Linked DNA regions of Gossypium hirsutum: region 1 is linked to region 2. Evidence: chromatin contacts called from public Hi-C data. All regions are on one chromosome and are shown on one strand. Each heading gives the region's core, a stretch centred on a gene start, on an enhancer-like site or on the middle of the called end of the contact. The rest is flanking DNA. Distances are from core to core; before and after follow the strand shown.

Region 1 (6,354 bases), core at 311-2,810, 85 kb after region 2:
AATCCATAATTCCAAGCTTATAAATTGATATCCATTATCCACCATTGTTTCAATTTCATTTATACTCAATTTCTCAGTTCTATAATATAATTTCATCAACCAATCACTAAATCACATATGTGACAGCATAATTCATCACTAGTTGAACTCAAATGCACAATTATAACAATATATCATATTTTTAAATTTATTCAATTTAGTCCTTATCACAAACAACTAATTTGAATCGGTTCAATTCAACTTGTCCTATCACTTCCAGCTTACCTTATGTTATTACCATGTAGTGCAGCTCGTGAATGCAACAATTGAAAATATTCGGGTTATAAAAATACAAACCGAAAACTCTGAGCTATTCGTTGACGGTTTTGTCTTTTCCTTTCTTTTTCGAGGAATTCGAGTCAACGTTAGCTACAGATTAGCATAAACATATAAAATTGTCAATACACAACCATTTTCACAATCAATTGCTATTTTATACAAGTTTTATATTTTATTCAATTTAGTCCCTAAAATCAGGACTAAAATAACTTTCAAATTTAATCACCAATTTGTATACCGATTTCACTCTAGGCCTAATTTAACTTCCTATTTCTCATTTCTACCCCAAATTTTGAAATTTGCGCAATTTAGCCCATATTGCACAAAATCATCAATTGACTTTACAATTTAGTCTTTTTTCAATACTAAACTTAAAATCTATCAAATTGGTCCCTAAAACTTTAAATATTCAACAATAGTAACATCCTCAAACTTTAACGGTATCATAAAATATGACATGGTTCAATTAGCTTGAGCTCCTAGGATTTTGAAAACATAAAAATTACAAGAAAGTGACTAAATTGACCGATGTTTTGAATACTCTTTATTTTGGTGCAATTTTAGATTTGGGGTTAAAATTGTTAGGACCAAAGGAAAAACATGAAAAAGAAATTAAAATACAAAATCAAAATGGGATTATGTGGGTTTTTTACAAAATTATTATAAAAAAATAAAAAATAACCAAAATATTATAACTTTTTTTATTTACAAAAATATTATAAAATTTTTTTATTTACCAAAATATACAAAAAAAACAAAAAACAGAAAAAAAACCTGACACAGCCTGATCAGGTCAATCACATTGGAGGCACCAAAGGTGCCAATGAGATTAGCAGCACCAATGGTGCCAAAGGACTAAAATGTAACTATCTGCAGTTTTAAGGACTTGACGTGTAAATTTACCATTTTTTTCTTGTTCTTTTTCTTTTTCTTTTGTAAGGAGACACATTTTTCTTGATTAAAATCAAAGGACCAAAAAGTACATATAGTTTTTATATATTTAAAATCTAGTCTTTTATTTTTAATTTTATGAATTTAGCCCTTTTACTTTTCAAATTTAAAAATATAAATTTCATTATAATGTCATTTTTATATTACACAATTAATAAGTGAGTATTTTTTTTATTAAAATATTGTATCAATAAATTTAATAAACAAATTTAATGTGTTAATAATTAGACTTAAATTTTTAAAATTGAAAAGTAAGAATAATAAATTCTTAAAAATAAAAATGTGGAGGGACTTGCAACGTGAAAGCATTCACTAGTAAAGTATGGGTGTAAAACGAATATATGCAATTAATACAAGAGGTTGAATAGTGTATATAAATCCAAGAAATCTCATTATAAGCACCGTGTCATTATAACCTCTGATTTTTTTCTCCCTCTTTTTTCCCATTATCCAAACAAAACCTTCTTACTTAATTTTCCAAAATTTCCGAGTAGCTCATGATGTATCCCATCCAAATTTAGTCATTTCCCTACTTACAAGGTAAGCTAATCCTGTAAAGGCAGAATTGTGGAGAATAAAAGAGACACAGTAAACACTCTAGCTACTGCTCCATGGCCATGGCAACGGCAACCATGATGATGAGTAGAATGATGAATATGCCACCGTCATCGTCATCGTCAACACCATCATCTTCTTCTTCGCCGTTGGCAACTCAGTCAATGTCAACACCATCATCACCATCTTCATCAAGGCAAGCAAGCAGCCTCCCACTCCGTACAATACCAGGATCCTACGGGTGGCCTTTGGTAGGACCGATATCCGACCGTCTAGACTACTTCTGGTTCCAAGGACCAGACACCTTCTTCCGGTCGAGAATGGAGAAGCACAAGAGCACGGTTTTCCGTACCAATGTTCCCCCAAGTTTCCCTTTCTTCCTGCGAGTGAACCCCAACGTCGTCGCCATTGTTGACTGCAAATCATTCGCTCATCTTTTCGACATGGAAATCGTGGAGAAAAAAGATGTTTTGTTAGGGGATTTCATGCCTAGCGTCGGCTACACCGGAAATACTAGGGTTTGTGCTTATCTCGATACCTCTGAGCCTAAACATGCCCAGGTACGCTTGCTTTTCTCAATTTTTTTCCCTTCAATATTCACTTAAAAACTCTACCTGATTCAACAATTTCTTCCATGATTCTGGGTCTTTTTTTTTCCATTTTTTATATAAAAGGAAAAAAAATCACAAGTAAGCAGAGAGTTTTTTAAATATTTGAAGATCAGGTTTTGACTCTGATAAATATATTTATTTAATAATAATTAAAGAAAGGAGAAGGGATGATTCTTCCTAACTATGAATCATTTTCCCTTTGAAAGTGTTTTTTCCGTGCCGATTTTTAGTGGGTTTGGATGGGGGCAATTAGACGTGTTTAACTTATTTTTTATCTCACCCTATAGTCACTATTATTTTTTCACTAATCACACCTAAATACATCACCATTTGTAAAAGAAGACAAAAATTACTTGCCATGAAAAACAACAAAAAGCTTAGGCTGTTTTTAGGACGCCCCCACTGCGGGTGGACCAAAGGAGTGGTTGCTGTGAGGGGACCACATATTTATGGCTTGTCCTGTCCTTTAGTTTCTTCTGCGTACAAATTAAAACACTAGATCAAGATGGATTCTTAATTGATTGGATCTTAAGAAAGTTCAAAGAGAAATAGACAAGGCAGGAAAACTAAATAATATTTCCAACAAAACACGTTGATTTAATTCATTAATAACATGAAAAGTATTATTAATTGATTGGTTAATCCTATAGAATTTGAGATTTGGTCTTTTTACTTTAAAAGTTAAAATTTCAATATTTCTACTTTTTCAATTTAAAATTTTTAGTCCCAATTATTATTATTCTCTAATAGATTCTATCAAAATTTGTTAATTAAACATGTTTATTTTCTGTCAATTATATACTATATTATGTGAGGACAACTTAATCAAAATTTTAAGTTGACAATTTTGACAAAAAATACTTATAATTTTAATGATTGGATTAAGATCTTTAAATGAAAAAAATTAACTTTTTAAATATAAAGATTAGATCTCAAATATTGTCAAAATAGAGGGACTAACAGCATATTTTAACCTTAATTAATTTTTTTAATTTTATTCCTTTGTAAAATTAAAAAAAAAAAAAACACGTTTAGGAATATGGAGAAAGACCGGAACAGCAGCAATCATTGCTGGTATTGGGATAAAAATAATGAATTTAGCAAAAATAAACAAATACTAAGAAAGGTAATATATGTTTTTTTTTTTGAAAAAATGACAATAAAACTAAGTTAAACTAGCTTTTTCAAGGGAGAGTCTTTAAATAATCTTAACCCGATTCTTCTGTCTCACATCATCTTAACAAGGTTATTCGTAAAAACATTTTCTTTCCTAGGAATATGTTGAATCTTCCAATGTTTAAAATTTCCCAAGAGCTGATAAATTTTCTAATCAAGGCAGAATTAGAATCTCTGATAGAGCCCTCCTGAATGGCATTAACGGCTTCAAGGCAATCTATTTGAATTAAGACTCCTTCCACACAATGATCAGAAATAAGCTTCACACCACCCAATATACCCCATAGCTCACACTTTGAAATTGTGCAATTTCCTAAATATCTATCAAAATCGAACATCCACCGTTTGTTATGATCCCTCACTAAACCACCAGTCGCAGCAAAAACCTCATTAACTCATACCGAACTGTTTGTGTTCAAGCACACCCAATTACAAGAAAGCTGAGAACTACCACCAGAGTTGAACTTTTTGTGAGGAAAAAGCTTCGAAATTAAGGCATACTGTCTAGCCCAGCTAAAGGAAACTTTGATAATTTCATCAATGCTCCAAGGGATGCCTTGAAACATAAACATGTTATGGTTCTTCCAAATGCGCCAAGAAATAATTCCAAATAGACACGACCAAAAAACCTCACCCAAAATGGGATACTGATTATTTTGAAGATTACCTGACATCCATTTGAATAATGTTCCGGAGTAGAAGCTAGATAACCTTTCTCTTGGAATAAATTTGTTCCAAATTTCTCTAGCCGCGGGACAGTCACTCAGGACGTGTAAAACCTTTTCGAAATCTTGACTACAAAGACCACACGTACTATCATTACCAACTCCTCTCCTTACCCTTTTCGCATTCATAAGTAAGCGTTGTTTAAGGGTAAGCCCGATAAAGAATCTAACATGTTGAGGTCCTTTAAACTTCTACGGAAGCTGCCAAATCGAATATTTTAAGTTCAAAACACCATCTCGTAACTTACCATAGGCACTTTTGAGAGAAAAGGAACCATTCATAGTGCCTTGCCAGATAATTTTATTAGGTCTAAAAGATGGATGAGGCGGTGGGACACCTACGATCCTACTAATGACCTCTTCAGAAACCCAAAGACGAAATAGCTCTAAATTCCACGAACCATCTTCAGTGACCATGTCTCTAAGAGGGTAGTCCATATTAAGATTAGCAATGGAAGGTACCTGTTTAAACAATGGTCCATAATTTGGGATCCAAGGATATCGACAGTAGTTAATACAACTCCCATCTCCAATAGACCATATTAAATTTGCGTAAGAGGGGCCAAACCTTAGAGAGAGATCTCCATAAAAAAGAACAATTTTCTCTTGATAAAGTCTTAGGTAAACTTTTTTGAACCCCATACTTCAATCGTAGGGCCTTAACCCAAAGAGCCTTAGAGTTTCAGACGATATTAAAACTGATCTTCATCATAAAAGAAGAGTTATGCTCTTTCAAATGTCACAACCCTAGACCTCATTTGATTTAAGTTGACACATCGAGTCCCAACTAACTAAAGCCATCTTCTTACCACCATTATAGGAGCTTCATATAAATTGTTAGACTATGCGCTCAATCTCATTACAAAGGCCTTGAGGAATTAGCATAGTTTGCATAAAGTAACTCGGGATTGAGAGCAAAATCGACTAAGCCAAGGTCACCCTCCCAACTAAAGAGAGCTGTCTGACATCCTAGCTAGACAATTTATTACTAGCCATTGTCAGAACAAATCTCAAGTGTTGTTAAAGACCTGCTCATGAAGAAGAGGAACACCACGATAAAAGCCCAAGTTACTCACTTCCTGGAATTCGAAGCTTTTACTTAGACGTCTCCTAAGGTTACCATCAACTCATTTGGAAAAGAAAATATTAGTTTTTTGCATTTTAATCATTTAACCCGAATAACTACAGAACTGATAAAAAATATTCTTAATAACCTTGGCTTGAGATTCTTCCGCATGTCCAAAAATAATCAAATCATCTACAAAAAAGAGATGGGACAAAGGTGGACCTGTACGAGCAAGGCGAATGGGAGTCCAACTACCAGGATCAATGGCTGAGCGAATATTATGACCCAACCTTTCCATAAATTAGTATTACGATCACCAAGTAATAACCAATCACACCTAGCTTTTGGCACCAAATGATCTTCTCATTATGTAAAACACTTTTAAATTTATTTCTAACTTCAATTTTGACCTGGCTAAGGTAGGTCGATTCCTTTTTTCCAGTGCATCTTGAATATTATTTAGTTTCCAATCATCATTACAGATAACCCTATCCAATCTCTCATCAACCCCACCTCTCTGCCAAGTAAATTGTGGTCCCTTGAAACCCAAATCATGCAATTTAGACAAATCTATGAAATCCCCAAACAGTGGACACCTTTTCCCAATGCTTCGCCCCCCTCTTTTTCGGAATGAGATAAAATGGCATTAAAATCCCTAATCGCCAACCATGAAGACCCATCAAATGGAACAAGTCTTTGCAAAGCTCCCCAAAGAAATCTCTGTTTCCGACTATCATGACTACCATAAACGAAGATGACATAAAATGGTCATTTGAACATGTTGCTAACAATCTTAACTAGAATGAACTGAGGATGACTTTTGAGGACCTGAACAAACACCGATTCCCTCCACCCAATCCAAATACAACCTGAAAATCAGATAGCCTCTACCCAATGCGAATACTAGAATCTAAGTTTTGCAATGACCGACTCTGCTTTGCTACCACTGACC
Region 2 (6,521 bases), core at 4,016-6,515:
TTTGCTAGTAAATCTTGATTACGTTAATCTCAATTGCTGATTGGTCCCTGCTTTTTTTTCTTCTCTATCTTTCTTTTGTTGTTGGGAACTGTTTAGCTTTTGGAAGTAAAGCAGCGGAATCAACTCCGGCTGTTGCTGCTTCTCCAGGCCTTACTGGCATTTCCGTTGACAAATCAGTTGAGTTCTCTTATGAAGAACTTGCCCTGGCGACTGATAATTTCAGTATGGCTAAAAAGATTGGTGAAGGTGGTTTTGGGGCTGTTTACTATGCAAATCTGAGAGGCGAGGTTTGTAGTTGTGTATCTTTTGTTTTTATTATTAAATTATAGAAAAAAAATATCTGTTGGGTGCTTCTGTTCACGTTAAGTAAGTAATCGTTAGCTGTCTTGTACTTATTGAATATGGACTAAGCTTTAGGGACTGTCTCAAAGTTTGGCATGTTACTTTAAAATAACTAGGTTGCCCACCAGAACTGTCATATAGAGAGAAAAATTGTAGATTGGAGAAGAGATCACTTGGGTCTCAAAGTTTGGCATGTTACTTTAAAATAACTAGGTTGCCCACCAGAACTGTCATATAGAGAGAAAAATTGTAGATTGGAGAAGAGATCACTTGGGTTTCTTGCTAATATTGTTGAGGGAAAGAAAAACCTTTTTCTAGCCACATATTAGAGTTTAAGAGGATGAGAATTCAGAATACCACAGTTTGGTGGATGTTCATTTGCATCTTTAATTTGCTTGCATTTCTGTCCAAGATTTTGTAATGTACTTTATGTGGATGGTTGGATATAGAGCTCAAGCCTGATTGCTAGAGTTGAGCATCTAAACTAACGAGGAATGCACGTGAAAGATGCATGAATGTGATGTGTCCTATATTAGGAAGCACAATTTTGCCACTTCTTACATTTAAGAAATACAATAAAAATACATATGCAGGCAAGTATTTTTTGTTGGTTTGGGGATAAAATAAACTTATGAGAAATTAATGAAGGTTTCAAGGCGTATATCGGTGCCACTTTCTTTAAAGAGTTACTGGCAAATGAACTTTGAGGATACAATGAAACCCAATGATTGTCTACATTTTGCAGTGACGGAAACATTCCACTTAGCACTAAGCAGAGCGAAACAAGGATATCAATTTCTATCTATAAAGAAATTTTGCCATAATTTTCTATAGAATAATCTAAGAATATAAAAGATGGTGGGGGAATAGAAAAAAACTTTTGATGTGTTTTTAAGATGTGTAAGGTAAATGGAATTTGGCTCCTATTTCTAAAAGTTCTCATATCTCTTTAGGAATACAACTATCTAAATGGATAGTCATATCTTTTAACAATAAATATAATTATTTAATAGATATCTACCTGAATAAGTATGACTATTTGTTAATAATCAAGTGACATAACTTTTGAATTTAAGAGACATAACTAATCATTATAAATAGTGACAACTTTTGGTTAATAATCAAGAGACATAACTTTTGGTTACTTATAACTTTTCATTTGCAATTCTTGAAACACTATATATTGAAAATGTTCCAACATTTTTCTGAATTGGTAGATTACTTTGTGTTTTTTACAGTTAATATCCCTGCATCAATGAATCATTGCCATCTTGTGTTGATTCCATATGTCACATCTCTTTATTAATTATTGTGCAGGAAGCTGCAATCAAGAAGATGGATATGCAGGCAACCAAAGAATTTCTAGCTGAATTGAAGGTTTTGACACATGTTCACCACCTGAACCTGGTAATGTACTTTCTTTTTCTCATGCTTCGAAGGCAGATATCTTTGAATAATTGTTTTTCATTAACTAGAAAACATTTCTTAAATGTTATTTTTATCTGAGTCTAGAAAACATTTTCTTAATATTCTAGGTGCGGCCCATAGGCCTTAAGCCGAGGGCCAGATTTTTGTTCTCTGTAGTTCAATGAGTCAGAGGAGTTGTCTATATCCACATATGGCACAGTTTTTCATGCATTATTTGCCCTAACTCTTATTTTCCTTAATGTTAAGAAACTTAATACAGATAATTGGATGGAGTTTATGGTATCATGCAGAATTATATTCTCACTGAGTCTACTATACATATCTTTGCAGTCGTGACAATGCACAAGTAATTAAGTTGTTTAACTTTTCAATCATTATAGTGGAATTCATTGGCCATCCCTTTTTTCATTTATAAGTTTTTCTTCCTTTATAAACATCCTCTTTCATCTATGACCTTCTATAATTCCTATTTTGGTTATTTATCTTCAAAGTGAATATTAATGTGTTTGTCCAATACAGGTGCGTTTAATTGGATACTGTGTTGAAGGCTCTCTTTTCCTAGTGTACGAATACATTGAGAATGGCAATCTAAGTCAGCATTTGCGAGGCTCAGGTGAGGTTTCTTACGCAGAAACTATCCCAAATGCAATTGATTCAGAGCAGCACTAATGGGATTCTGTTGTTTATTTCCAGGCAGGGAGCCACTTCCTTGGTCTACTCGAGTGCAAATTGCCCTCGACTCAGCCAGAGGTCTTGAATATATTCATGAGCATACTGTCCCTGTTTACATTCATCGGGACATTAAATCAGCTAATATATTGATAGACAAAAAGTTCCGTGCAAAGGTTATTCATTCCTGATCTCTCATCAGGTCGACTGTTTGAAAGCTTCTTGTTATAATTGCACTTTAATCAATTTTTAACATCAATGCAGGTTGCAGATTTTGGATTAACAAAACTGACAGAAGTTGGAAATTCATCCCTACCCACACGTCTTGTTGGGACATTTGGATACATGCCACCAGAGTAAGATAAATTTTGTTCTTATTAATTCCAAGTAATTTGTAACTCGTTAGCTGCTGTTGTTTAGGACCAGCCATAAGTTCAACAACTGGCTAGACTAATTGTCTCCTCCTCAGTAGGTTTATAGGCCAATGATCCTTTATACAAAATATTAGCTGATTTGGTGTGTCTACGTTGGTATCTTCGTTTTCCACAAAATTGTTCTAATTAATTTGAAGTAATTTGTAAGTTACTAGCTATTGTTGTTAAGGACAGGCCATAAGTTCAACAACTGGCTAGACTCTCCTATCCAGTAGGTTTATGACCATAGAGGCTAATGATCCCTTATACAAATTACTAAGCTGCATGATATGTCTACCTTCGTATCTAGTTTAATGTTAGCAACTTAGCAGCAACTGCTGTTAGAGACCAAATATTTTGTAAATTGCCTCTAGTCAATGAATTTGCGACTGGAGGAGCTTCAGATAGTTTGCATAATATTTGGCTTGGATATTGTAATTCATAATCTTCTAAATTAAATCAAACAGAAGTAGGCATAGGAACCGAAACCTATAGAATTACTTCGGCTAGGTTTGATTTTCTAAGTTGGTCTTTAACTTATGTTATGTATGACTCGTATTTCAATTCTGTTTTTTTTTATAAAAATAATATTAAAGAATTAATTCATTACAAAAATAGATGTTTGCTACTGTAGTTTTGAGTGTTGCCTAATAAATTGTCGGTACCGTGAATTTTTTTAAAAAATTTGACAGAAAAAAAAAAGAAAAAAAATTGTGGTGCCGTATGATATATTAACGGCACCGGTAAATTTTTAAAAAAATTCTGATAGCAAAAGAAAAAATGAAAAAGTGAAAAAAAAAATTAGTTTGTGGCTCCAAGACAATAGCTTTTTTCCATCATTTAATGCCTTAATGGTTTTTCCATGCATTTTAATACCTTAACAACTTCTTCTTTTTGTTTTGCCGATTGAGTCTTAACTTGATTGATATAAACATTATCCTAAATTTAGGAGGACATGGGTTTGAGTATGCTGAAGCGCATTAACCTCTTATCTATAGATTGAGGCGGGGTTATTAGTAGTAGTTCTAGGCATTGTGTCAAAAAAGAGCAGATATTATCAATACATATAATGAGGTTGTTAAAAAAGAAACAATTTTTTTTAAATCAAGGGTGCCGCCAATTAAAACAATATTTTTTTTTACTTTTTCTACTTTTTTTTTTCTTGTCAAATTTTTTTATTTCATTGATGTCGCTAATATGTCAAGCAGCATCCAAAATTATTATAACAAATATTCCATTTTTCGTAATTAATTTGTTCTCTCACTTTATTTTTGTAATTAATTAATTTTTTAATATTATTTTTATAAAAAAACCGTAAAAGGGGAATCCAAAAATGGTTTAAATGATTGTGAATCAACTTAGAAGACACAAACACCCACTTGGCCGAAAAAAAAAAAAAACAGACACCCATTAACAATTGGTAGTGAGGTTGTACAACAAAAAAGGGGGAGGATGTAGAACATAGTTCTGCAGCATTATAGACATGAATTAGCTTTCAATTATCATGCTTTCTAAAGCCAGATGCTATTGACAGAAAACACTAATTCTCTTCTTTATTATGGAAACGAACCAATTACTATTTTTTAACCCCTAGGTTGTCCAGTTCATATTTATTACATATGGGATAAAATCTAAAAATTTGGTAGTAAAGAAGCTCTAGAAAAAACAAGAAAAAACTTTCTTAATTAAAGCCTTGTTTGCTTCCTAAGAAGCGGGTATGCCACCAAGGAGTTTGCCATCTTTCTTTAAGGTTGGTGTTTTAAAAAATGGACTAACTTTATCCATTTTGTCTGCAGATACGCTCAATATGGTGATGTTTCTCCTAAAATAGATGTATTTGCCTTTGGGGTTGTGCTGTATGAACTGATTTCTGCTAAAGAAGCTATTGTCAAAGCAAATAGCTCCCTTGCTGAATCGAAGGGTCTGGTTGCTCTGGTTAGTATCGTTTAAATCCCTTTATTCCAATTAATGAATAGTGGTGACAGATGAGCTAAATTCCAAAGGTACTTTTTTTTTTTGGTTACAATTGGAATGTGATTTGAGCAAAAAACATTAAACATTAAGATGCTATACGCATATCTTGAGTAATTCTTTTAGGAAATCAATTTTAATAAATGGAGACCCTGGTTAATATTTTCTCCTTGTCTCCTTGTGCAGTTCGAGGATGGTCTTGATGAGCCTGATCCTAAAGCAGGGCTGTGCAAACTTATTGATCCGACGCTTGGAGATAATTACCCACTTGACTCTGTATTCAAGGTGAGAGCAGTTCCTGGGGAAATTATATGCATGTGGATTTTCTTTCACGATTTTGATATGACAAAACAAAGGTGGCTGTTTTTATATTGCAGATGGCTCAGCTTGCCAAAGCTTGCACCCAAGAAAACCCTCAACTACGACCAAGTATGAGGTCAATAGTGGTTGCCCTAATGACTCTTTCGTCCACAACAGAGGATTGGGATGTTGGTACTTTCTACGAAAATCAAGCTGTTGTCAACCTTATGTCTGGACGATAGATCAGCGAACAGGAATGAATGGTAGTAAGACCTTTGTTGCTGTGAATTACAGCTCTTTTCCTAATGGAAACACCGAGATTTACTTCTTGGCATTTCACACTAAAATTGAGATCTATTTTTGCAAGATATTCTAATGATGCCATTTGTTTTTAGTATATATAAGATAAAAGTGTATTATAAGGGTATAGTAAAATGTTTTAGAAAAAGACACTTATCCTTGTTGAATTGATAAAATCTCAATTATAAAAAGACACTTATCCTTGTTGAATTGATAAAATCTCAATTATAATCATAAATTTTTTATTTATACTTTTTTGTCATCTTAAAAAATTTCCTTATTAATGTGATTTTCAAGATGTATTGCATATGTTGAATATAAAGTGGATTAGAATAACATTTTTTTAGGGGAGGAGAATTGGGTTGTTCATTTTGAGCCCTTTATTTAATGTTAATTAAGATTTCAATTTATGTATCCGTTTGGGTTTTTATCAAATATAATTCAGCATTCTCACTTCCAAGGATTTTATACTTTATAAGGAGCTTAGGTTAGAAGGACTAGTAACTGGTCAAATAACTGTTCTTTTTTTTTTAATTTGGACCAAATTAATTTGATATTTAAAAATAAATAAATAAAATTAATATGATCCTAATTGTTACTTAAAAAATATATAAAAAAAACATAAGTTTTATGGTTAATTCCATCCAAAGTCTCTAAATCAGGAATCTAGATTATATTTATATTCAAATTTCAAAATATTTTAATTCAATCTTTAAATTATAAATAACATTTCAAATAATCACTCTAATGAATTTTCAATTAGATGTTAATTATGTGCCAACATCTTACTAAAACATCCTTTTATCTTTCGTACTTCCCTTTTTTTTTCCTTTTTCCTTTTATTACTACTCCTTTATACGTTTTTTTTTCATAAATAAATACAAATAGAAATAAATAACATTTCATCTTTTGCTTTGCTCAATGACAGTGTCAGCCTCCAAGTTGGCTATCACCTGCCTTTTTTCTCTCTCATCAACTTTTTTCTTCTTCTTCTTCTCATTCATTACCATCAACCCTTTTCTTCTTTCTTTTTCTCATTCACTACATATGGTTTTTTTTAGTTCGCAGATATATTTTGTGGGTATCTTTGCTGTCTTC

The links. A called contact is a pair of places that touch in the nucleus more often than the background predicts.
Region 1: a contact with region 2 is called in a Hi-C map of leaf, with 2.6 times the contacts expected there. The contact joins the promoter of LOC107912644 here to the enhancer-like site in region 2. A contact is called at or near these places in 3 of 34 Hi-C or Micro-C datasets (leaf and seedling).

Annotation. Positions count from the first base shown.
Region 1 is chrD11:16,998,746-17,005,099 of Gossypium_hirsutum_v2.1, forward strand. LOC107912644 (fatty acid hydroperoxide lyase, chloroplastic) reads left to right here and starts at 1,561. Exons shown (of 2, transcript XM_016840918.2): 1 at 1,561-2,384. The coding sequence starts at 1,881. LOC121223798 (a long non-coding RNA gene) reads right to left here. Exons shown (of 2, transcript XR_005921173.1): 2 at 1,648-2,911.
Region 2 is chrD11:16,909,641-16,916,161 of Gossypium_hirsutum_v2.1, forward strand. LOC107912640 (chitin elicitor receptor kinase 1) reads left to right here. Exons shown (of 13, transcript XM_016840914.2): 5 at 97-287; 6 at 1,660-1,749; 7 at 2,290-2,383; 8 at 2,464-2,615; 9 at 2,704-2,795; 10 at 4,649-4,787; 11 at 5,010-5,108; 12 at 5,201-5,386; 13 at 6,485-6,521. The coding sequence ends at 5,365. Among protein-coding and RNA genes, the nearest start is that of LOC107912640, 5.4 kb to the left of the region's middle. Within about 2 kb of position 5,266, at least 5 of the 9 cell types and tissues checked have an H3K27ac peak or open chromatin away from gene starts, as enhancers often do.